Linked DNA regions of Pan troglodytes: region 1 is linked to region 2. Evidence: chromatin contacts called from public HiChIP or PLAC-seq data. All regions are on one chromosome and are shown on one strand. The core of a region is the stretch at or near the end of the contact, and the rest is flanking DNA. Distances in the headings are between cores, read along the strand shown.

The links. HiChIP or PLAC-seq counts read pairs in DNA pulled down with a chosen protein or histone mark.
Region 1: a contact with region 2 is called in an H3K4me3 HiChIP or PLAC-seq map of stem cell-derived excitatory neurons, with 3 times the contacts expected there. The contact joins the promoter of HBQ1 here to the promoter of SNRNP25 in region 2. A contact is called at or near these places in 1 of 7 Hi-C or Micro-C datasets (stem cell-derived neural progenitor cells) and 1 of 1 datasets of contacts at active chromatin or transcription factors (stem cell-derived excitatory neurons).

What each region holds. Positions count from the first base shown.
Region 1 is chr18:2,513,312-2,518,984 of NHGRI_mPanTro3-v2.0_pri, reverse strand. It overlaps HBQ1 (hemoglobin subunit theta 1), which reads right to left and starts at 2,872. Exons shown (of 3, transcript XM_016928975.3): 1 at 2,728-2,872; 2 at 2,438-2,642; 3 at 2,129-2,328. The coding sequence starts at 2,822. The coding sequence ends at 2,200.
Region 2 is chr18:2,371,782-2,377,250 of NHGRI_mPanTro3-v2.0_pri, reverse strand. It overlaps SNRNP25 (small nuclear ribonucleoprotein U11/U12 subunit 25), which reads right to left and starts at 2,578. Exons shown (of 5, transcript XM_054668089.2): 1 at 2,348-2,578; 2 at 864-954; 3 at 531-636. The coding sequence starts at 2,416. POLR3K (RNA polymerase III subunit K) reads left to right here and starts at 2,718. Exons shown (of 3, transcript XM_054668090.2): 1 at 2,718-2,928; 2 at 4,738-4,825. The coding sequence starts at 2,818.

The DNA.
Region 1 (5,673 bases), core at 1,623-4,122, 140 kb before region 2:
CAGAAACTAGAACGTGGATCCAAGAGGGGGGCTCACGGGTGGGCTAGGGGCCAGATTTTTTCTTTTTTTTGTTTGAGACAGTCTCGCTCCGTCACAAGGCAGGAGTGCAGTGGTGCAATCTCAGCTCACTCCAACCTCCGACTCTGGTTCAAGTGATCTCCTGCCTCAGCCTCCCGAGTAGCTGGGAGTACAAGCATGCACCACCACACCCAGTTAGTTTTTATATTTTTAGTAGAAACGGGGTTTCAACATGTTGGCCAGGATGGTCTAGATCTCCTGACATCGTGATCAGCCCGCCTCAGCCTCCCAAAGTGGTGGGATTACAGGTGTGAGCCACCGTGCCCGGTCTTTTTTTTTGAGACAGAGTCTCGGTCTGTCGCCCAGGCTGGAGTGCAGTGGCTCGATCTCAGCTCACTGCAACCTCCGCCTCCCTGGTTTAAGTGATTCTCCTGCCTCAGCCTCCCGAACAGCTGGGACTACAGGTGCCCGCCACCATGCCTGGCTAATTTTTGTATTTTTAGTAGAGACGGTGTTTCACCATGTTGGCCAGGCTGGTCTCAAACTCCTGACCTCAGGTGATCTACCCGCCTCTGCTTCCCAAAGTGTTGGGATTACAGGCGTGAGCCACCATGCCCCGCCCGGAGATCTAATGTAGTAGAGATAATAACCTTTATCTGCCACATGTAGCAAATATTTTCTCTGGCTCTTCCCCCCGCCCCCTCCTCCTTTTTTTTTTTTGAGGCGCAGTCTCGCTCTATTGCTCAGGCTGGAGTGCAATGGTGTGATCTCGGCTCACCGCAACCTCCGCCTCCCGGGTTCAAGCCATCCTCCTGCCTCAGCCTCCTGAAGTTGGGATTACAGGCGCCCGCCACCACACCCAGCTAATTTTTTTTTTTTTTCTGAGACGGAGTCTCACTCTGTCCCCCAGGCTGGAGTGCAGTGGCGCAATCTTGGCTCACTGCAGGCTCCGCCTCCCGGGTTCACGCCATTCTCCTGCCTCAGCCTCCCGCGTAGCTGGGAATGCAGGCGCCCGCCACCACGCCCAGCTATTTTTTTGTATTTTTAGTAGAGACGGGGTTTCACTGTGTTAGCCAGGATGGTCTCGATCTCCTGACCTCGTGATCCGCCCGCCTCGGCCTCCCGGAGTGCTGGGATTACAGGCGTGAGCCACCACGCCCGGCCTGTCCACTTTTCCTCAGTGTCACCTTGAGAATACCATTTCTGAGGAAAAGCATCTCTACATGTGCCTAGAAGACTGGAACAGCTACGCATTAAATGTTAGGGGTCTGGATGGGGCCTGCCTCTGCCCCGTGTGTGTGTGTGTGGCATGTCTGTGTTACACATGTGCTCTTGGATGTGACAGCCATGTCCTGTTCTTGTTTACACATGACACAGTTTGCCGCGTGTCAGGCGGCAGCTGAAGGATGTGCTGCACCCATTCCTGGACCTGGGATACACAGGAAGGTGCAGCAAGCCTTGTTTTCGGAAGTTCTACAATGACCATGACTGGTTTTATGTGGACAAATATAAAAAAGCTTCACTCTCCGTAGTGGTGTCGGGTGACGGCAGGGGTCTGGGTCGGCTCCTGGTCCACCTCGCCAGCTACGTGGCTAGGTGCTGGGGCTGGTCCCACCTCCTTCACCACAACCCCCCGGCACCCCAGGTCCCCAATTCCAGGCCACAGCCGCGGCGGCTGGGCGCTGCGCAGGTACCGGCTCGCGCCGGGAGGGGGCGCTGTTCCCTAACCTGCTCCGAGTCAGCCCCGGGCCCTTAACGCCGCCCGCGCGCGTTCAGGCTGCAGGTGCGGAGTTCCCGCTGTGGGTACGGGCCGCGTGCTTGGCGCAGAGTGGGGAGGGCGAAGCCAGCCGCCCTCGGGATGGGCAGAGTCGGCCGTCCTCGCAGCCCGCCGCCTGGGGCGTCCCGCGGCCCCCACCTACCACCCCATTCGGGAGGGTCAGGCCGCACGCAGTTCGGTGCCCCGGTGGCCGAGGCCCCAAACCTGCTGGGGGTGGAAAGAGGCGCGCCTGGATCTGGGCACTGGGGGTGCGCCCCAGGCCCTCGCCTTTCCTTGGGGAGGGGCGGCGCCTTCCTCTCGCGTCCTGCCCTCGAGAGAGCACGGCAAGAAGGCTGCTTCTTGGGGAGGCTTTACTCAAACACGGGGAAGGTCTCCTGGGGGTCCCGCGGCCACCCACCCACAGTTCAGCGGTACTCGGAAACCAGCGCCGAGATCACGTGGCTCAGGAACTTGTCCAGCGACGCCTGCAGCGCGGGGCTGAAGTCTCCGGGGTAGTGCCGGGCGAGGGTTACCAGCAGGCAGTGGCCCAGGAGCTGCGGCGAGCGCTCAAGGCTCACTCGCCTGCACCCGCCCCGCACGCCCCCCGCACCCGCCCCGCCGGGGCCCTCCCGGGGACAGGGGCCCAGCACGGCAGCCGCTCACCTGGAAGCTGGCCGGGTCCACTCGCAGCTGGCACGCGTGCAGGTGGCTCAGCGCGGACAGCGCGTGGGGTAAGTCGTCCAGGCGCTCCACGGCGAGGCTCAGCGCGTCCGCCACCTTCTGGCCGTGGGCTCTGACCTGTGAGGAGCCGGGACTCAGGTCCAGGTGGGAGAAGTAGGTCTTCGTGGCGGGGAAGGCCAGGAAGGTCCTGCGAGAGGAACGTGGGTGAGGCGCGTCCGGGGGGCTTGGGGAGGGAGGGCCCCTGGGGGCGGGGGCGCCCAGCCTCGCGCTACCTCTCCAGGGCCTCTGTCGTGTAGACGCCGACGTTGCTGCCCAGCTTCTTCCACAGGGCGCGCACCAGCGCCCGGTCCTCCGCGGACAGCGCCATCCCCGCGCTGGAACCCGCGGCGCCCTGCGACCCCGCTGCGCCTGCGCGGACCGGCCAGGGGTCCCGCGGCCGCCAGGGGGCGCCGCGCCGCAGCTTCGCCGCCCTGGGGTCCAGGGCCTCGTCGGAGATCCCGGGACCGCGCGTGCTCAATCTCCGGCAGCTCCGACCGGGGCCCTCTGAATCGCCCTGGATCCAAGGCCCCCCGTCTTAGGTGTTCACCATATGGTATTTAGTCTCTACTAAAAACACAAAAATTGGCCGGGTGCGGTGAGTGCAGTGGCGCGATTCCGGCTCACTGCAGCCTCCGCCTCCTGGGTTCAAACGATTCTCCTGCCTCAGCCTCCCGAGTAACTGGGATTACAGGTGCATGCCACCATGCCAATTTTGTATTTTTAGTAGAGACAGGGTTTCACCGTGTTAGGCTGATCTCAAACTCCCGACCTCAGGTGATCCTCCCGCCTCAGCCTCCCAAAGTTCTGGGATTACAGGCGTGAACCACCGCGCCCGGCCATGTATATTATTATAGCACTGAATTTCGGCATGGATTTGGCTTTGGAAGTCAGTTTATTCTGCCTCTTGATTCTATTGTGACACTTGCCCGAGTCTGTTTTCTCATTTATTATATAAAATGAGGGTGACAATTTCTTCTCAGATTGTGAGAATTAAACGGATAACAACTGTGAGGTGCCTGACTCGTAGCAGGTGTTTCTTCAGGGCAATGAACATTTATTGAGTGCTTGGGATGTAACCCAAGAATAATAGTAAATGCATATGCAGCCCTCACTCTGCTGTACCCCTTATATCTTTTTTTGTTTTAAAAAAAGTGATAAAATAGACATAAATTATCATTTTAGCCATTTTTCAGATATAAAATTCGGTGATATTAAGAACATTTAGTGTTATGCAGCCATCACCACTATCTAGGTCAGAACTTTTTCGTCATCCCAAACGCCACGTCTGTACTCATTAACAGTAACTCTGGCCCCGGCAGCCTCTAATCCGCTTTTGGTCCCTGTGGATTTGGGTGTAGTGGATATTGCATATAGATGGGGTCATGCAGTCTGTGACCTTTGGTGTCCGGCTTCTTTTACTTGTCAAATATTTTCAAGGTGCAGCTACATCCTATCAGTGCTTCATTTCTTTTTATGGCCAAATAACATTCCATTGTGTGTATAGGCCACCACATTTTGTTTACCCATTCCTCTACTGATGTATAATTTTTATAATTTTTTTTTGAGATGGAGTTTTGCTCTTGTTGCCCAGGCTAGAGTGCAATGGTGTAATCTCGGGCCACTGCAACCTCTGCCTCCTGGGTTCAAGTGATTCTCCTACCTCAGCCTCCCGAGTAGCTGGGATTACAGGCGTGCGCCACCACACCCGGCTAATTTTTTGTATTTTTAGTAGAGATGGGGTTTCCCCATATTGGCCAGGCTGGTCTCGAATTCCTGACCTTGTGATCTGCCCACCTTGGCTTCCCAAAGTGCTGGGATTACAGGCGTGAGCCACTGCGCCCAGCCACCGTGCTAATTTTTTAATTTAATTTAATTTAATTTTTTTTGAGACAGAGTTTCGCTCTTGTTGCCCAAGCTGGAGTGCAATGGCGCGATCTTGACTCACTGCAACCTCCGCCTCCCAAAGTGCCAGGTTTACAGGCGTGAGTCATCGCACCTGAAAAATTTTTGTCTTTTTAGTAGAGACAGGGTTTCACCATGTTGGCTAGGCTGGTCTCAAACCCCTGACTTCAGGTGATCCACCTGCCTCGGCCTCCCAAAGTGCTGCAATTACAGGTGTGAGCCACCGCGCCCGGCCAATTTTTATAATTTTTTCTTAGGCTTAGTCAACTGAAGCAGCAGGAGTGGAGAAGGAAATGATAAATTTATAACTGCTTCTGATCAATTAATTGTAAAAACCGCTGCACTCCAACCAGCCCACTGCTGTACATTTGACATATTTCTACCTTTAGGTCAGACCTCCATTCTTCCTGATGAAATAACGAAGACACCGTCTTCCTGACAGTTGATACTGTACCCACAGGCTGCGGGAAGGACATCACAAACGCAGGCAGAGGGCCTGCCATAGGTATTTACCAAGGGTGATTCATGGGCTCAGGGAAGAAAAGATATTCCTATCAGTTGAGGGCCAGGGCTTTATGGGTACCAGGTCCAGGAACCCTCTCTCTGATACCCCAGGCACTGCAAGCCTGCTCAGCAGAGAGAAAACACACACCAGGGAGAAGGGACCTTCTAGCCAGGCCTCTGTGGCCCCGCTCTCCTCTCCAGTCGCAATGGGACAGGCTCCCCAGCCTCAGGGGAGCTGAGTGGGTGCTGAGCTGGGCCCTGAGCTGGGCCCAGAGACAACTTCCTGATTTTGACAGCCCGAGGGCATCAGTGTCTGGAGTTTGAGCATTCTGGGGTGACCTGGGGGTGAAAGTAGAGCCCCTGTTGAATTGTCTGGGGCCTGCAGTTGCACCCCTCACCCCCGATTTCGTCTAGACTGTGCCTGTATCTGGGAGGTTTTACGGAGACTAGTGGGAACGATGGGGGATCAATGCAGCTGCGCTGGAGTGGGATTTCTGACCTACCCACCACCCATATCTGGGAGGACCTCTGGGAAACCAGTGAGGTCCCAGGCAGAAAGCCAGCCAGTTCTTGGCACAAGAGTGCCCAGAAACGTAAAGATGGATAAATTCATTATTTCAGCAAACCTGCATTGAATCTGAAACGCCTGGGAATAAAACTCGGGAAAGAGCAAATGCATCCTCAAAGCACTCTAGGGTCCAGCGTTTTTCCAGCTGGACTTCGCGGTGGCTCAACTTTCCCTCCTCCATCCCCTCCTCCGGCCCCTGCCTTTT
Region 2 (5,469 bases), core at 1,329-3,828:
TTCTGTACAATGTGCAAATTGGGTCTGAGGCAGCTACAAGGAGGCTCTGTTCTCAGAGGGCTGTCTGGGGCGGCTTGGCCAAACAAACCTTGCTAATGCAACAGGCGACAGTGTTGAGACTCAGTGAACAGGACAGTTGATCCAATAGGAGAGTGAGGGCTGACAGCACCCAGGTGACAAGGGGATGGGAGCCCCTACAGGTGTACCATCCATAACTAGGGAGGCCACTTCCAGACACACTGGAAATTCCCGACAGTGTCCCCAAGTGAAGATACCCAGCAGCTCGGATGGGGTGATGCCGATGGAAGAGCAGAATGTTGGGGATGGCCGAGGCAGGAGTCCCAGGCACAGAACGACCCGCACTGTCTGTGACAGGGAGCTCATCACTCTTGTGACAGGGAGCTCATCACTTCAGTGGTGCTGTACTCATGCAGAGCTGAGAGCTGTTTCCAGGTGGTGCCTGGTGACAGTGCCAAGAAGGGCACTAGCCCCAGGAAGGGCTATAATGAAGGGAATGTTGTTCCACTTACCAGCTGATGTGCTGAATGCCCCCTTCACGCTCCTGCTTGAGCTGCACGTATCTCTGGATGGCCTTCTTCAGGTCCAGGACTGTGGCACTCTGCACTACAACCACGGCTGCAACCACGGACACAGATGGGAGAAGATCCATGGTGAGAACCCAAAGCCACAGCCTCCGATGGCAGGAAAGGAACCAACACCTCTGTGCACAGGGCAGGTTTGTGGTTGTCCCAGTACCCCTGGGCATGGCCTGTGAGTTTCTGAGCAGGCTGACCAGCACTGTTACATCTTCCTGCTGTGAAAGCCTGGACCACATAACCTGAAGGGAGGAGGGCAGCACTTACGCATTACTTCTCCATCCATCTTGCACACTCGGACCGTCATTGCCTGGCCGTATTCTAGGGCTATTTGGGAGTTGACTTCTTCCAAAGTAACCTACAAAAGAGCAAGGGCAGAAGTGGGAAACCTGGCTCTCCTTACCACCTTGAGCAACAACAAAGAACAAGCCGATAGTGGCCAAAAAGTGGTGCTCCATTTTACGAAGGGCAAGGAAGGGTGGTTGCCTGTATGTTACGGTTTCCCAATTCATCAGAGCCCCAATCTCATGCTCCACTCACATTTTAATGTCCATAGTGGACAGAGTCTCTGGGGGAAAGAGGTGCTAAGAAACAGGCAAGAGAATAAACTCACATGAGGACCTGCCCCCAGGGGTGGGTAGGGGCCTGTCAGTTCACCCTGAGTATATCCCTGATCATCAGGACCCAGGCCAGGGCTCGGGACTGAGTAAGGCAGGTGTGCAAAATTTACCGGGGCAGCAAAAAACGGTAATAACAATAAATATTTTAATACAACATTTAAGAAATACAAGGCAATTAAAATATCCATGATGAGCAAAATATAAAACATTTAAAATTGGCCGGGCGTGGTGGCTCACGCCTGTAATCCCAGCACTTTGGGAGGCCGAGGCAGGCGGATCATGAGGTCAGGAGATCAAGACCATCCTGGCCCAACATGGTGAAACCCCGTCTCTACTAAAATACAAAAAATTAGCCGGGCGTTGTGGCGCGTGCCTGTAGTGAACCCGGGAGGGGGAGGTTGCAGTGAGTCGAGATCGCACCACTACACTCCAGCCTGGAAACAGATCAAGACTCAGTCTCAAATAAATAAATAAAAAGACAGTATCGTCCCAAAGCATGATACTGACGCTTTGACACATGATTGACGCTTGAGGCAAATGGAACAATCAGTACTACTAATCTTGCTCTTATTTAAAACTAAGCTTTTTCGTTTACTGTAGGCTCTTTTTTTGCATCAACTTTGACTTTTAAAGGTATTACAGGCCGGGGGGTGGCTCACACCTATAATCCCAGCATTTTGGGAGGCCGAGGCAGGAGGATCGCCTGAGCCCAGGAGTTTCAGATCAGCCTGGGCAACATAGTGAGACTCCCTCTGTACAAAAAATTTAAAAATTAGCCGGGTGTGGTAGCGCGCACCTGGGGTCCCAATTACTCGGGAGGCTGAGGTAGGAGGACAAAACTGCACTCCAGCCTGGGCAACACAGCAAGACCCTGTCCCCCGAGCCCCCTAAATACAATTACATTAAAATGTCATTTAATGTCACTCACTAATGAGGTTTTTGGTTCCTCTTTAAGCTTCGCGCCCCAGGCGAGTGCGCCCGGCCAAGGTTAAAACCCTCGTTTACGCCCTGAGGCGCCTTCCCCAGCCTTGGGCCGCAGCCTCCCACCAGCACCTTCGGAGGCTGCCGGCGCCCGGATGCCCGGCCCCCCGGGGAACGACTCCCGCGCCCCCAGCCCCCGCCCGCACGCACCTGGATCGGCAGATCGCAGAGCAGCGGGTCCTGCACCACCATAGCCAGACCCTCCTGGAACACGTCCATGGCCTCGGAGTGCGGCAGCGCCTCTTCTTCGTCCTCATCTTCCTCTTGCGCCTCGGGCCCACCCGCGGCCTCCGTCTCCTCCAGGGCCGCACCTCTCAGCCGGGCTCTGCCCGCACTGCCAGCCCGCACTAGGGAGGCCAAGCGCGCACGCGCAGGAACTGCGGCCCGCCCCAGCGAGGCCGCCCAGCCATTGGCGCGCCGGGGGGTGGGGCGGCTGCAGTGACCAATGACAAGTGCGAGACAGCCGGCAGCAGTGCTGGGAGCGCGGAATCGCCCTGTCTATTGGTTGGTAGGTGTGGCGGGAAGGCTGCCAGGACCAATGTGAGCTCGAGGCGGGCGGCGCATCGGCGCTGAGCGGCAGTGGGAGCTGCCGGGAGTTGGAGCCTGCGGAGTTCGAGACCATGCTGCTGTTCTGCCCCGGCTGCGGGAACGGGCTGATCGTGGAGGAGGGACAACGCTGCCACCGCTTCGCCTGCAACACGTGTCCCTACGTGCACAACATCACCCGCAAGGTGGGACCCGAAGGCCGGCGCTGGGCCGCGGGCGACTCTCGCAGGCCTTCCGCTTCCTCCGACTGCTGCTCCATCGCCGCCAGCCCCGGCGTCTGCCTCTGTCCGCTCTTTCTCGCGCCCCTTTCTGGTCTGCAGCAGATCTGTGGGCTCTACTTTCCAATACACTCAGAAAGCCCCACCGTTTCCCACCTCCTTGGGTTCCTGCTCCCACGCTTGCGCCCTTCTCTGCGTTCACAGCGGCGGCCACGGTGATTTCCTTAAAGCTGAGGCACACAGGTCCGTGCTGTGCGCAGAAACCTTCGGCTCTTCTCCAGCTCACGCAGACGAGAAGCCGGAGTTCTCCCAGGGCCTACCAGGTTCCGACACTGACCCCCTCCCCTGCGTGCGTCTCCGATTTCAAGTCCTAATGCGCTTCCTGTCGCCCTTTGCCGCATCAACACCGCCTCCTGGACGATCTCTCATCGTGCACATGGTGCTAGCAGGGCCTTTGCACTTGGTGTTGCTCAGTTCGCTCTTGCCCTCGATCGCCACCTTACTCATTGGTCTTGTCTTTACCGTATTTTAAATTTCAGCCCCTCCTTCCAATTTATCCTCCTTCCCTTTGTAATTGTTTCCATAGGGCTTATTACCTCCTAATATATTATGTAATGTATTGTGTGCTTTCTTTATTTTATTTATTTTATTTATTTATTTAATTTTTTTTTTGAGACGGAGTCCCGCTCTGTCGCCCAGGCTGGAGTGCAGTGGCGCGATCTCGGCTCACTGCAAGCTCTGCCTCCCGGGTTCACGCCATTCTCCTGCCTCAGCCTCCCAATTAGCTGGGCCTACAGGCGCCCGCCACCACGCCCGGCTGATTTTTTTGTATTTTTAGTAGAGACGGGGTTTCACCGTGTCTTAGCCAGGACGGTCTCCTGACCTCGTGATCCGCCTGCCTCGGCCTCCCAAAGTGCTGGGATTACAGGCGTGAGCCACCGCGCCCGGCCTTTTTTTTTTTTTTTTTTTTTTTTTTTTTTTGGAGACAGAGTCTCGCTCTGTTTCCCAGGCTGGAGGGCAATGGCGTAATCTCGGCTCACTGCAACCTCTGCCTCCCGGGTTCAAGCAATTCTTCTGCCTCGGCTTCCCGAGTAGCTGGGATTACAGGCGCCTGCCACCATCCCCGGCTAATTTTTGTATTTTTAGTAAAGACGGGGTTTCACCGCGCTGGCCAGGCTGGTCTCGAACTCCCGACCTCAGGTGATCCGCTTGCCTTGGCCTCCCAAAGTGCTGGGATTACAGGCGTGAGCCACCACGCCTGGCCAGAATACCTTTACTTTTTAGCAGTTAGAATATGTTGGTGCTACGTCAGTCTTAATGTTTGCATGCTACTCCAGTTTGTACTGTGTTGTGGGAGTTTGGAGTTTGAAACTATGGGAAGAGTGAACTCTTTTTTTTTTTTGAGATGGAGTCTTGCTCTGTCGCCCAGGCTGGAGTGCGGTGGTGCCAACAACGCTCACTGCAAGCTCCGCCTCCCAGGTTCACACCATTCTCCTGCCTCAGCCTCCTGAGTAGCTAGGACTACAGGCGCCCGCCAACACGCCGGGCTAATTTTTTGTATTTTTAGTAGAGACGGGGTTTCACCGTGTTAGCCAGGATGGTCTCGATCTCTTGACCTCGTGATCCGCCCGCCTCGGCCTCCCAGAGTGCTGGGATTACAGGTGTCAGCCACCACGCCCAGCCGAGTGAACTCTTATGTAATCCTGAAATTTAAGGTTTGGCAGCCCAAGTTTGCGCTATTCAGTTACTTGGAGTCTGAAGTGTTGTTTTTGTTAGGTAACAAATCGGAAGTACCCAAAACTGAAAGAAGTGGATGATGTGCTTGGTGGAGCAGCTGCCTGGGAGAATGTTGACTCTACTGCAGGTAAGAGGGAAAACTGTTTCAGCTGCTAAACTGTGGATAATTATGAGGCTGTTGATGCCACTGCATGGCAGAGTCTATGATGTCATATAAATGATGTAGGTTTCTAAAAATAGAAAATGGTTCTTGAATAATTTATTTGTGTTTGTTACTGTTTAATAATCTGTCAGACAAGCAATATTTGTGCCAGCCTTGGAGTCATACAGGCCCGGGTCAGATTCTCAGGGCAACCTTGTATTGTTGTAGGACCTTCCTTGGGTCTCTTGACTTCTCTGGGGCTAATCCATATTCGTAGACCGCGAGAGCATAAAGTGAATTATACCGTGCTTGGTATATAAGAGGCACTCAACAGGTGATAGCTTTGATAATGGCAACGATGAGTAGATTAATAAAAATAAGAGTCTAAGGAAAAAAGTATGTTCTTTCGTTTGATATGGTTTGGCTGTGTCTCCACCCTAATCTCATCTTGAATGATAGTTTCCGTAATCCCCAGGTGTCCTGGGAGGGGCCCAGTGGGAGGTAATTGAATCATGGGAGAGGTTCCCCCCCCCGTGCTGTTCTCCTGATAGTGAGTGAGTTCTCACAAGATCTGATCGTTTTATAAGCGTTTGTGTTTCCCCTGCTCGCACTCATTCTGTCTCCTGCTG